2 separate regions of the Mus musculus genome follow, and region 2 is linked to region 1. The links are chromatin contacts, called in public Hi-C maps. All regions are on one chromosome and are shown on one strand. The core of a region is the stretch at or near the end of the contact, and the rest is flanking DNA. Distances in the headings are between cores, read along the strand shown.

Evidence for each region. Hi-C and Micro-C count contacts between places; a contact is called where the count stands out from the background.
Region 2: a Hi-C map of B cells shows a contact between it and region 1, with 6 read pairs. The contact joins the promoter of Frs3 here to the promoter of Dnph1 in region 1. A contact is called at or near these places in 1 of 39 promoter capture datasets (liver), 1 of 484 Hi-C or Micro-C datasets (B cells) and 1 of 115 datasets of contacts at active chromatin or transcription factors (pancreatic cancer cells).

What each region holds. Positions count from the first base shown.
Region 1 is chr17:46,493,651-46,498,922 of GRCm38.p6, reverse strand. It overlaps Dnph1 (2'-deoxynucleoside 5'-phosphate N-hydrolase 1), which reads right to left and starts at 2,134. Exons shown (of 4, transcript NM_207161.3): 1 at 1,951-2,134; 2 at 430-498; 3 at 170-280; 4 at 1-46. The coding sequence starts at 2,113.
Region 2 is chr17:47,693,049-47,698,320 of GRCm38.p6, reverse strand. Frs3 (fibroblast growth factor receptor substrate 3) reads right to left here and starts at 3,114. Exons shown (of 7, transcript NM_144939.2): 1 at 3,049-3,114; 2 at 988-1,130. It overlaps Prickle4 (prickle planar cell polarity protein 4), which reads left to right and starts at 3,585. Exons shown (of 7, transcript NM_001290337.1): 1 at 3,585-3,810.

The DNA.
Region 1 (5,272 bases), core at 885-3,384:
TGGAACCTCGAGCCATCGGCTGCTCCCCGGATCATGGCGGAAAGCACTGGGGAGGGGGGAAATGTGAAACTGACTTCCTTCCATACTCCCCACTCTGCTCCCTGCCCCAGCCCACTGGGAAAGGAAGAAAGCCAGGAAGGAGTAAGCCACTCCACGCTGGAATACTCACCTCGGCCAGACTGTGGTCGGAACAGGCACAGGATCGGCTTACCAAGAGCTACTGCCCGGCCCAATTCGTAGCCAACACCCAGGGATGGCTGTGTCACTTCTGCCACGACCACTGCAGAGAGAGAAAAATAAGACTTACTACCTGGGATTTTTAAGAACGGGGTGACGGTGTATCTGTGGTGGGGATAGTAGAGTCAGGGATAGCCCAGGAATCGACATCACCAAGGAGCCCTCATGCAGAAGGGAGGACTACTCACTCACCATCGGCCTGCCGGAGCCAGGCCAGGTCCCGCTCATGGATGAACTGGTCGCCCCCAGCAGCCTCTTCCCCTGTGGTTGAGGGCAAGCTGGTCAGAGATGGTCCCTACCCCAACTCAGTACCTAGTAACTTCTATGTTCTCGCTGCTTCTCAAATCTACCCTGCTCAGAGAGGGGCAGAGAGAGGGAACCCTTGCCCCAGCACCTTCAAAAGCCAGTTCAGGAGAGGAGTCTGTTAAAGGGATGAAGAACAAAACAGCCACAAGAAAAATGCAATCCTGTTCACGGAGGCACGTGTGGGTGGGGCTGGGTGCGTGTGGGGAAAAGGTCTGACTCACCCGGAATCCAAGGGGCGTGTCTGGGGTCAGAGAGCCAGGATCACAGTTTCCAGTTTGAATCAACTCTGCTGTTTAGGACGGTAAGGCTCTGCAGGTGGCAGAGCAGAACCACACTGTCTAAAACTTCTTTTGTGAGCCTGAGGATCATGGCTCATAGCACTAATCCCAGCCCCGGGAGCAGAGGCTGGGGAAATCTGTGAGTTCCAACACAGCCTGGTCTACACTGTAAGTACCATGATGGCCAGGGATATGTAGAGAGACCCTGTCTCAAAAAACAAACTAACAAGTTGTGTGTAGCAGCAGGTGCCTGTAGTTCTAGCACTTGGGCGGTGAAGGCAGGAGGATGGCGAGTTCTAAGGCCATCCTTGGCTACAAGTCTGACGTCACTGTGCGTTTATGACAGCCTGTTTCCAAAATAAAGAAAAGAAAAAGAAAAAGCAAGAAAAGTGACTAGGGGAGAAAACCCAGATTCAAAGGTTTTCTCCAGGCTATCACACTCTGTAGACTGTTTTGTCTCATTTCTTTGAGACAGGGGTTAACTCTGTAGCCCAGGTTGGCCTGGAACTCATCCTACCCTCTGCCTCCAGAGTGCTGACATTGGCGCTGAAGGTGGAGAACTATCAACAAAACACACCATGCGCTAGCCAAGCATAAGCACAAACAGGTTCTTTCCAATCCCCTGGCATTTTTTGCCTACGATTGATTCTTTGTCTTTTAAAAGATTCTCCCAGAATTGCTTTAGAGTCCACAGCTTAGGAGTTTGTTCTTGCATGGGGCAAGGGAGATCTACTTAAAAGTTTTTGGAGCAGAAATACAAGAGTTCTAGGTACAACTTTCCTACTGGAGGAGTGCTTATCCAGACCAGCTTATCAAAGCCTTGCTAGCCCAAAGCTGGGTCTGGGCTGTCACTTGCTTCCAGTGTGCTGGACAGGGACACTTGACCTGCGCATGGAACGTACACATATAATCCAGGACCTTCCATAGCCAGCCGGTCCCCTAACCATTACGAGGTCCTAGTCTGCAGATCCCCTAGCCTCCGGTCTAGCCTGCGGGTCACATGAGCTGCGGGTTCCCCAGGTTGAATGTCTACTAGCCAGTGGGTCTCCTATCCGGCAAGTCCCTAGTCAGCCGGTCCCCTTAGCCTACAGGTCCCCAGCCTGCGAGTCTCCAGCCCGCGTCGCCTCACCACGCGGCTCCAACTCAGCATCAGCCACGTGCTCAGTGAGCACCTTCCCATAGCGCCGCAGCCGGGATACGATCCGCGAATACAGAGCTTGGTCTTCCCGCCCGCCGCGGATGCTCCCGCAGAAGTACACAGAGCATGGAACCAGCTCCCCGGATGCCGCCATCGCCGCGCGCGGGCAACCGCTGCCGCCGCTACCACGTGACCTGGGAAAGCGACTCCCAGAGGTAAGGGGACCTTCTTCAAGCTCGCTCTCTTCCCGGATAGGCTCTTCCCGAGCCAACCCGCTCATTAGTTCTGACTCCTCCCCGTGACCTGCCCCTCCCCAGCTCCTAGCTATTCAAGTAGTTCTGTACGGATCTCAGTGCTCTCAAACTCTGTACGGGATCCATAGGCAACTGTGATTGGCTCTCATTAATCTTTCCAAAATTTAAAAAAGATTGTTAACTTATTTTAAAAATATTTTATTATTCATACATGTATGTAGTGTTTTAATCAAATCTAACCCAGTCTCTCTCTCCCCTCCAATCCATCTTCTATCCCCTACACCAACTTCATTTTTATTTATTATTTAAAATAATTATTATCTTTGATTATTTTATTATTTTATGTGTATAGGTGTTGTGATGGTTTGTTTATCCTTGGGCCAGGGAGTGGCACCATTTGGAGGTGTGGCCTTGTTCAAATAGGTGTGACCTGGTTGGAATAGGTGTGTCACTGTGGGTGTGGGCATAAGATCCTCACCCTAGTTGCCTGGAACTCAGTCTTCCACTAGCAGCCTTTGGATGAAGATGTAGAACTCTCAGCAATGCCTGTGCCATGCCTGCCTGGATACTGCCATGCTCTCACCTTGATGATAATGGACTGAACCTCTGAACCTGTAAGCCAGACCCAATTAAATGTTGTTTTTTATAAGACTTGCCTTGGTCATGGTGTCTGTGCACAGCAGTAAAAGCCTAACTAAGACAGGTGGTTTGCCTGAGTTTATATCTCTACATCATGTGCATGCCTGATGCCCCAAGAAGCCAAAAGAGCACAATGAGCTAACCTGAAACTGGAGTTACAGACACAGTGAGCCACCATGCAGGTGCTGACAATCCAACCTGGGTCCTCTGGAGAGTGGCCAGTGCTGTTAACCACTGAACCATCTCTACAGCTTCCCTCCCTACCCACTGAGCCCATTAGTGCTACCTATGTGTGCACCGGTGTGGAACCATCTACTGGAACAAGTACAGGCAGCCTCTCAGGGTCGTGCCTGCCTCACCAGCTGTTAGCTGTCAGCAACGCTTCAGCTATTGGCATGGGGCCCTTCTCCACACAGGGTAGGGTTTGGACCAGCCTGATCGTGCACGGGCAGTCATAGCTTCTATGAGTTATGTGTGTAACCCCACTGTCATGTCCAGAAACAATGTTTTCATGGCAGTCCCTCTGTCTTTCAACCCACTCTTCCATGGAGATGGCCCATTTACATTCAAACACTCTACAGTCTCCGAGAGACCCTATTAATCTGCAAAAAGAAGCTCTTCTGACGAGGGCTAAGGAATGCTCTAATTGATGGGTACAGAGATATGGAATCGGGCAAGACGGTTACACTTTCTAGAGCCTGACTCCCCACCATTTCCATGGCCACCGCTCTGGCCCTGCCCCTCCCCAGATCTCCCCATTCCAGCTCTTCCTACCACAGTCTGCTAGCCACTCTGAGGAGATGGAGAGCCCCTCAGTGACCCCACCTTAGTTAGGATAAAACCAGGGGGGGCCAGTGGCCCACAAGTTACAGAAGAGCTGTGAAATGCATTATTCTATCAAGGACATGGCCATTGCCGCTGCCACCAGCACTGGTCTTAGGATGGACACCCTGGGTCTACAGAAGAACAAAACTCTCCACAGCCACGCCTGGATGCATGCATGCATGCATGCACAGAGGCCACCACCCTCATCCTCACTGCTAAACTATTTCCTATTGATAGGTTACAGAAAAGGGGATGCTTTCTGCCGTCATCCACTGGGCACCGCACTGAGCTCCACCCATTTGTTGTAACCCAAGGGTCACATAGATGGCCCCTGTTAAACTAAATGGGTTACAAAGCCTACCAACAGGGAGGGGAGAGAGGGAGATGAAAGAGAGTAGGGGGAAGAGAGTAACCAGAAGGCAATACAGGTAGGTATGAAATTGTCAAAGACCTGAACTAAGAGGAAAACTTTGTTAAGGTATGTGAAGTGAAATTCTGCAGAAAAAGCCATTCTTGTGTTAAAGTTTCTCCAAGGATGACTGAATAAGACTTCAGAGAGTCGGAACATTGCAGGTCCACAGCCACATTACCTCAGGCTACCTTTAGTTCCCTTCCTAGCCTTACATCGCCCACTTCCATGTCTGGTCTAATGTCCTCGAGCCTGCTTGATGAAATCCTTCCGAATGTGTTCACAGCTACACAGAAGCATGGAGGCTTGAGGAATACCAAGCAAGCACTCTACCTACTTTGCTAGAACCCCAGGCCCAGACCCTGTCCCAAGTTTTTGCTTTAACTATAATAATAACTTGTCTACAAAAAATTACTTCAAATAAATAATAATTATAGTACAAACACTCTCAGTGCTACTGCTTGTGCCAAGAAACATATCTTCAGATTTGGAGCGGAGTGGAGCGGAGCATCGTGTTTGGTGCTGGAGGCTCTGGGGTACGTCCTCCCCCCACCACTCCCGCCAACCCCTTAAACAATAGGGTGTTCCAGCTCCCCACAGTTTGTATCCTCATCCAACCCCTCACATCCTCCAATCCCTCCAAAAATAAGTACTGCCTTTATTTCCATACTCAACAGAACTAAAGGTTTTAACGCATCATGCTACACTTCAAGCATTCCTCACTCAGGTTGTGTCTTTCTTTAAAGGTTATCTTTGAAAAAATATTGTTAGTTTTTTTTTACAATTTTAAGTGTATCGGTGTTCAGCCTGGATCTGGGTCTGTGCGGCATGTGGTTGCACAGGAAGGCCAGAAGAGAATGCTGGGTCCTATGGAACTGGAGTTAGAGACAGTTGTGAGATACCATGCAGGTGCCGGGAACAAACCCAGGGCTTCTGCAACAGCAGCCAGTGCTCCTAACTGCTGAGCCATCTCTAGCTCCATCATCATCTCCTCTCCCCAACACTCCCCCCCCCATCTCCCTGTTTGATTTTAAGATTTATTTTCTTGTCAGGCATGATGGCCACGCACCTTTAATCTCAGCATTCAGGAGACACAGGCGCCTGCCTCTATGAGTTTCAGGCCAGCCATTGCTACAGAGTGAGACCCTGTCATGTTTTTTGTTTTAGGATTTCTTTCTATTTTATG
Region 2 (5,272 bases), core at 1,865-4,364, 1.2 Mb before region 1:
GGGCCCTGGCAGGTACACAGGAGTTTGACCCGTTGGGTGATGTGGACGGAGTCTTGGGTTAGAAAAGCAGGATGGATGTAAGGAGGTGTTGGGAGTGGCTGCCTCAGTTGTGCGCTGGCCGGAGGTGCTCATTAGGATTCGCAAACACAGCGTCAAGTGGGCGTTCCAGGCACCATCTTGTCCCTCTCTCCCCCCCAGTTTTCACCTTAGCCGGTCCACTCCAACCTTCCCCCTCTTTCCTCCCTTGCCCCCACCCCACTATCCATGGGAAGATAATGTCTCTGATGCTCTCTTCAAGTGGGCTATTGCCACATTATGATCTTAAGACACACTTGAGGACTGAACACTGGGATTCACAGAGACCCCCTTGTGTCTGCTTCCCAAGCTCTGGGAGTCCGAGGTGCACACTCTGTTTCTTCGATGAGAAGAACAGAAAGTGCTGGGCCCCAGCGGGTAGCTGGCCAGTAGCAGGGTACAGCCTTTCTTTGTAGACAGATTTGGTTCCCAACACTCTCAAACAGCTAAGGCTGAGCTTCCTTCCCAAAGGCCAGATCAGAGATAAGAGACCTCAGCTGGTTTTTCCCTCTAGGACACTGGTAATCGGATGACATGTCACAACCGACAGGTTTCTGCCTTAATATGGAGAGGACAGCATTGAGACCTCTGGGACCTAAGGGAATGAGAGCTACACGGAGAGATCCCAAACAGAGGTTTTGTTGTTGTTTTGGTTTTAAAGCTGAGGATCCAACCCAGCACTTCACACTTGTTACTCAAGGGCTCTAAGGTGCTCCTAGGCCCCAGCCAGATGTTTTAAGAGGTTCACTTTGCTGCAAAGAATAAAAAACAAACAAACAAACAAAGGAGACAGTGGATTATCCAGGAATGTCTACTGCTGCCGTAGAACCCGAGCCATCCAGCCGCCTGTTCCCTCCATTCCTCCCACATGAAGAGACTCTCCAAAGCTGACACCTAAGCCATGTTCCTTACCTCACCCAGGCCATCGGGGAGCTGACCATGGGAGGGGCATGGGAAATGGTTCCTCCTTTAGTCCCCTTGTCCTTGGTGGGGTGTCATGGCAGAGTGTCTGCAGAGATGTCACCTGGATCCCTGGGGTCACACCTGGGGCTCACCTAGGACAGGAGACAGAGACCACACATTCATGGAGACCCAATCTCAACCCCAACTCTTCAGGAAACAGACTTGTGATCAGTGTAGCCCACTGGAACTGATTTGCTCTGGGTTCTAGTGAGTCAGAAAGACCAATGAGCAAAGCAAGATTCTGAATGAAAAGAACACAAATTCTCAGCCCTGAAAGGGACTTCTCAGGACCAAAGACAGTGTGAGGTGCCCAGTACCTTCAGCTCATAGCCCTCACTGGAGGCCCCTCTGAATCCTCCCAGAATATCGCCTAGCAGGGAGGTGGTGGCCCATGACTTGAATCCCAACACTCAGAGGGCAAAAGCAGGAGATGTCTGAATTCAAGGCCAGCCTGGTCCACAGAGCCCAGGCTACACAGAAAAACCCCGTCACAACTTGCCCTCCAAAAAACAAAACGTCCCCAAACATAACAAAACCTCAAACCCAAGCACATACCCTGACCGTTGCAGGGGATTTTAACCCTATAAAAAGCTTGCTTTCTCAGAAGAACAGTATCACTGTGCTAGCTCAGCAAGAGTGCCAGCTTAGGACTCTGGAAACCAGCATTTTAGATTGCTTTGCTGCTATGATACCTGGGGTAGGGGGCTCATCATTCTCCCTCCACCATCTCTACTCCTGCCCCTAGGGTTTGGTTTTGTTTTGTTTGTTTGTTTTTGAGGAAACATCTGTCAACTATGGGAGTTCTAGTTGAGGTAGTTTCTAGACGTAGATACAGGGCTGGAGAGATGGCTCTGCACTTAAGAGCACTGGCTGCTCTTCCAGAGGTCCTGAGTTCAATTCCCAGCAACCACATGGTGGCTCACAACCATCTGTAATGGGCATTCAATGCCGTCTTCTGGTGTGTCTGAAGACAGCGACAGTATACCCAAATACATGAAATAAATAAATAAATCTTAAAAAAAAAAGAAGTAGCTATAAAGCATTTCACATTTGAATGCTGGACAGACTTTCTGACCCTAGTGTCAGAAAGGTCCAACTATAATAAGAGGCAAAATTTCAGATTAGCTGAGACCTAGGTAGATGAATCCACAAAACAGGACTCTGAAGAAAACCCTTGAAATCCCACCTTCCTGTTCCAGGAAAACAGTACTTCCCAGGGTCCCCCGAGTCCTGCATCCTTCCACACCTCTTAGGTGTGGAAAAAGAAGCCCACTCTTGGTTTGGCTTATTCTTTGGAAGGAGGAAGCAGGCTGAAGGAAATGTGCGCAGGCTAAAGGTAGACACTGGAAAAAACATGGGGGTTTAAACTATCAACAGGGAGTTGGGAAGGGGTGTGAAGTCAAGAGCTACTGGATGCAAGATGGGAGAGGGATTGCATCTTTCCGACACCCCTCTTTTTCTTTGCGATATCAAACACATTATCAGATGACCCATCGAAAGGGGATTATACTGGGTGGGATGGGGAGGCTGTCTGAAGTAGGTAGGGTTGGGTACAGGCACTAGATGGAGGTATGAGATCTGAAAATGTATACGAAGCCTTGGGAGAAGATGGGCTGCAAAAAGCATGCAAAGGCTGAGGAATTTCAGGGTTGCAGAAGCCTTTGGGCCATTGAGCAGAGAACGATGTGACTGTGGGCGGTTCAGAGGGTTGGGAGCGTAAGTGAGGGGGTTCTGCGGGATCCCGAAGACCCGAAGGTGTAACTAGGGGGAGAAGAGGGTGGGGTCTGGGGAGCGAAAAGCAGAACTGGTAACCGGAGGTTTTCTAGATACCCAGACGGAACGCGGAGGTCGCGGCCGCGCTCCCAGCCTGGATCCCCGCCCCCCCAGCTCCCGGGTCCGCCGCTAGCCCGCCCGCTTGGAGCTTTCTAGGGTAGAAGCCGAGACTGCGGTGCGGCACGACCCGGCCTCGGTAGAGCCGCCTGGTCCCCGCCCCGACGCGCCCCGACTCACATCGCCCCGCGGCCCAGGCGGCGCCGGGCCCCGCTCCCGGGTCCCGCTGCAGCAGCCGCCGCCGCCCGCCCGCAGCTAAGGCCTCCCAGCCCCGCCCCGCCCCGCGCCCGCGGGGTCGGAGGTCGCTGGCTGCACCAACGAGACGCTGCGGGCGGACCGACCCGAGCCGGGGCAACCGGCACGCAGCCTAGAAGGTCCCTTTGGAGGACTTTGCTGCAGTCGGGGACAGAGAGCATGCGCAGACGCCAGAGGGCGCTCGGGGCCCGCGACTAGGACTCCTGAGGGGCGTGGCCTGTCTGGAGAAGGGGGCGCGGCGGGGCGGGACGGGGACAGAGGTAGGGGCAATCTCTCAAGCAGAAGAGAGTCACCATAGCAAAGCGGATCAGAGAAGACTGGTCAAGACTCGGAATCCAGGAGGGGAAGTGGCGAGGGATCTCTGGGGACAAAGGGGAGGGCAGTAAAGGCCCAGAGGGGGCGGGGCTTAAGCCGGGGGGCGGGCCGGGCCGGGAGAGTCCGGACAGTTCGCAGCTTGGCGTCCGTGCATCGCGTAGCCAAGTCCACCGGTGCCTGTGCCCTTCTTGCCCTGAGACCCACAAGCGCTTTCCTCGGTCTGAAGCACCCGCCTTGTCAGGGCCACTTGGGGGCGCGGCCGACGGCAGATCTCTCCTGTGCTGCGCTGGTGCTTAGCCACGCAGAGACCCTTTCGGATTCTTGATTCCCACTCCTAAACCAGCAGCTAGACAGGGACCCCAAGCGAACTCGGTAAGCACGTATTGAGCCTCCCTCCGCCTCGCAGATGGACCGGCCAAGTTCTAGGAAAATTTGGGGGCTATACCTAGAGGCCACTTGGTGAAAGCGCACACCCCCCCCCCACACTCCTTTTCCACTGGGTGTCAGGAACACTTTCCCATGTCTACTGCTCTCTAGTGCCTCTCAGGCTCATTCTTCCAAGGACCGGTGTTGTTTGGGGAAGGTCGACCCCTGGAACCTAGTTGCATCTGGGAGAGGGCGGTGGGAAGCCAGTGTTCGGCCTGCTCTTACCTGAGAGGAGAGAGGAAGGGAACTATGGAAGGAAACCAGAATGTTAGTAAGATGGGGTCTAATGGTAGCGGGAGGTGAATTAGGTTGTCCTTGGGTGGGGGACAGCAAGGGTGTTGGGTAGAGGTCTGTTTTCTGATAGTTATTTCTGTGTTGGACAGTTCCACGCAAACTAGAACTGATCCTGAAGAGGGTACAAGTCCTCTTCTAGGGCCCCAGAACCTATCCCCCCTACACACACACACACACACACACACACCCTGACTTGTTGCATGGAGCTGAACCGGTGCTAAGGGGTGTGGCTGTTCCTAGCCCTGAGTGTGGACAGTCCATTCTGGCCACCTTCCACAGGAAACCTGACCTGAGGGACAGAACGGGAAGGAAGCAGGTGGGTGGGAAGCGGGGGAATAGGGAAGGGTGGTACTGGGTATAGGAAGGGGGACTGAGGGAGCGCTTGGAGTTGGGTGGTACTCAGATGGTTATAAACCGAGCCTGCTGCCCATCCCCAAAGCTCAGTGATTTACTGGCCGTCCTCCTGAGCCCAGCTGCTGTCAGACTCCATCCTAGTTCTAGAATAATCTCAGACACTGAATAAACATACAAGTTTGCTGTGGCTATCCCCACCGGACACAACCCAGTCCTTCACCTAGAATTCCCGTCCAGGACCCCAGTTCTTCTCCCTGGCTACTCTGTTTCTTATTATTCACTGGTCCCAGCCTGCAGACCTCACTGAGGGCAGGGCTCATCTTTTCTCCACTTTAGCTAGTTCCACTCAAGGACGCTGTGATCCCATCTGGACTGTGGCTAAACCGGTGCACTGGGCCTGTTCATTAATTGCTGCTGCAAAGCTGGCTGTGGTGGTGCCTGCCTTGGATCTCAGCACTTTGGAGGTGGAGGCAGGAGGATCAGGGGTTCAAGGCCAGCCTTGGCTCTGAAACCCTGTCTCAAAAAAAAAAAAAAAAAAAAGGCTCAGTGGTTAAGAGCAGTGAGTGCTCTCTGAGTTCAGTTCCCAGCAATCACACAGTGGCTCACAACCATCTGCAATGGGATCTGGTGCCCTCCTCTGGTGTGTCTGATGACAGCTTCAGTGTACTCATAAGCTGCTATAAAAACAGATGGCTATCTTTGGAAGTTGGCTTACCTGGTTTGTGAGAGGCTATGGGTCCCTCAAGGCATTTCGACTAGA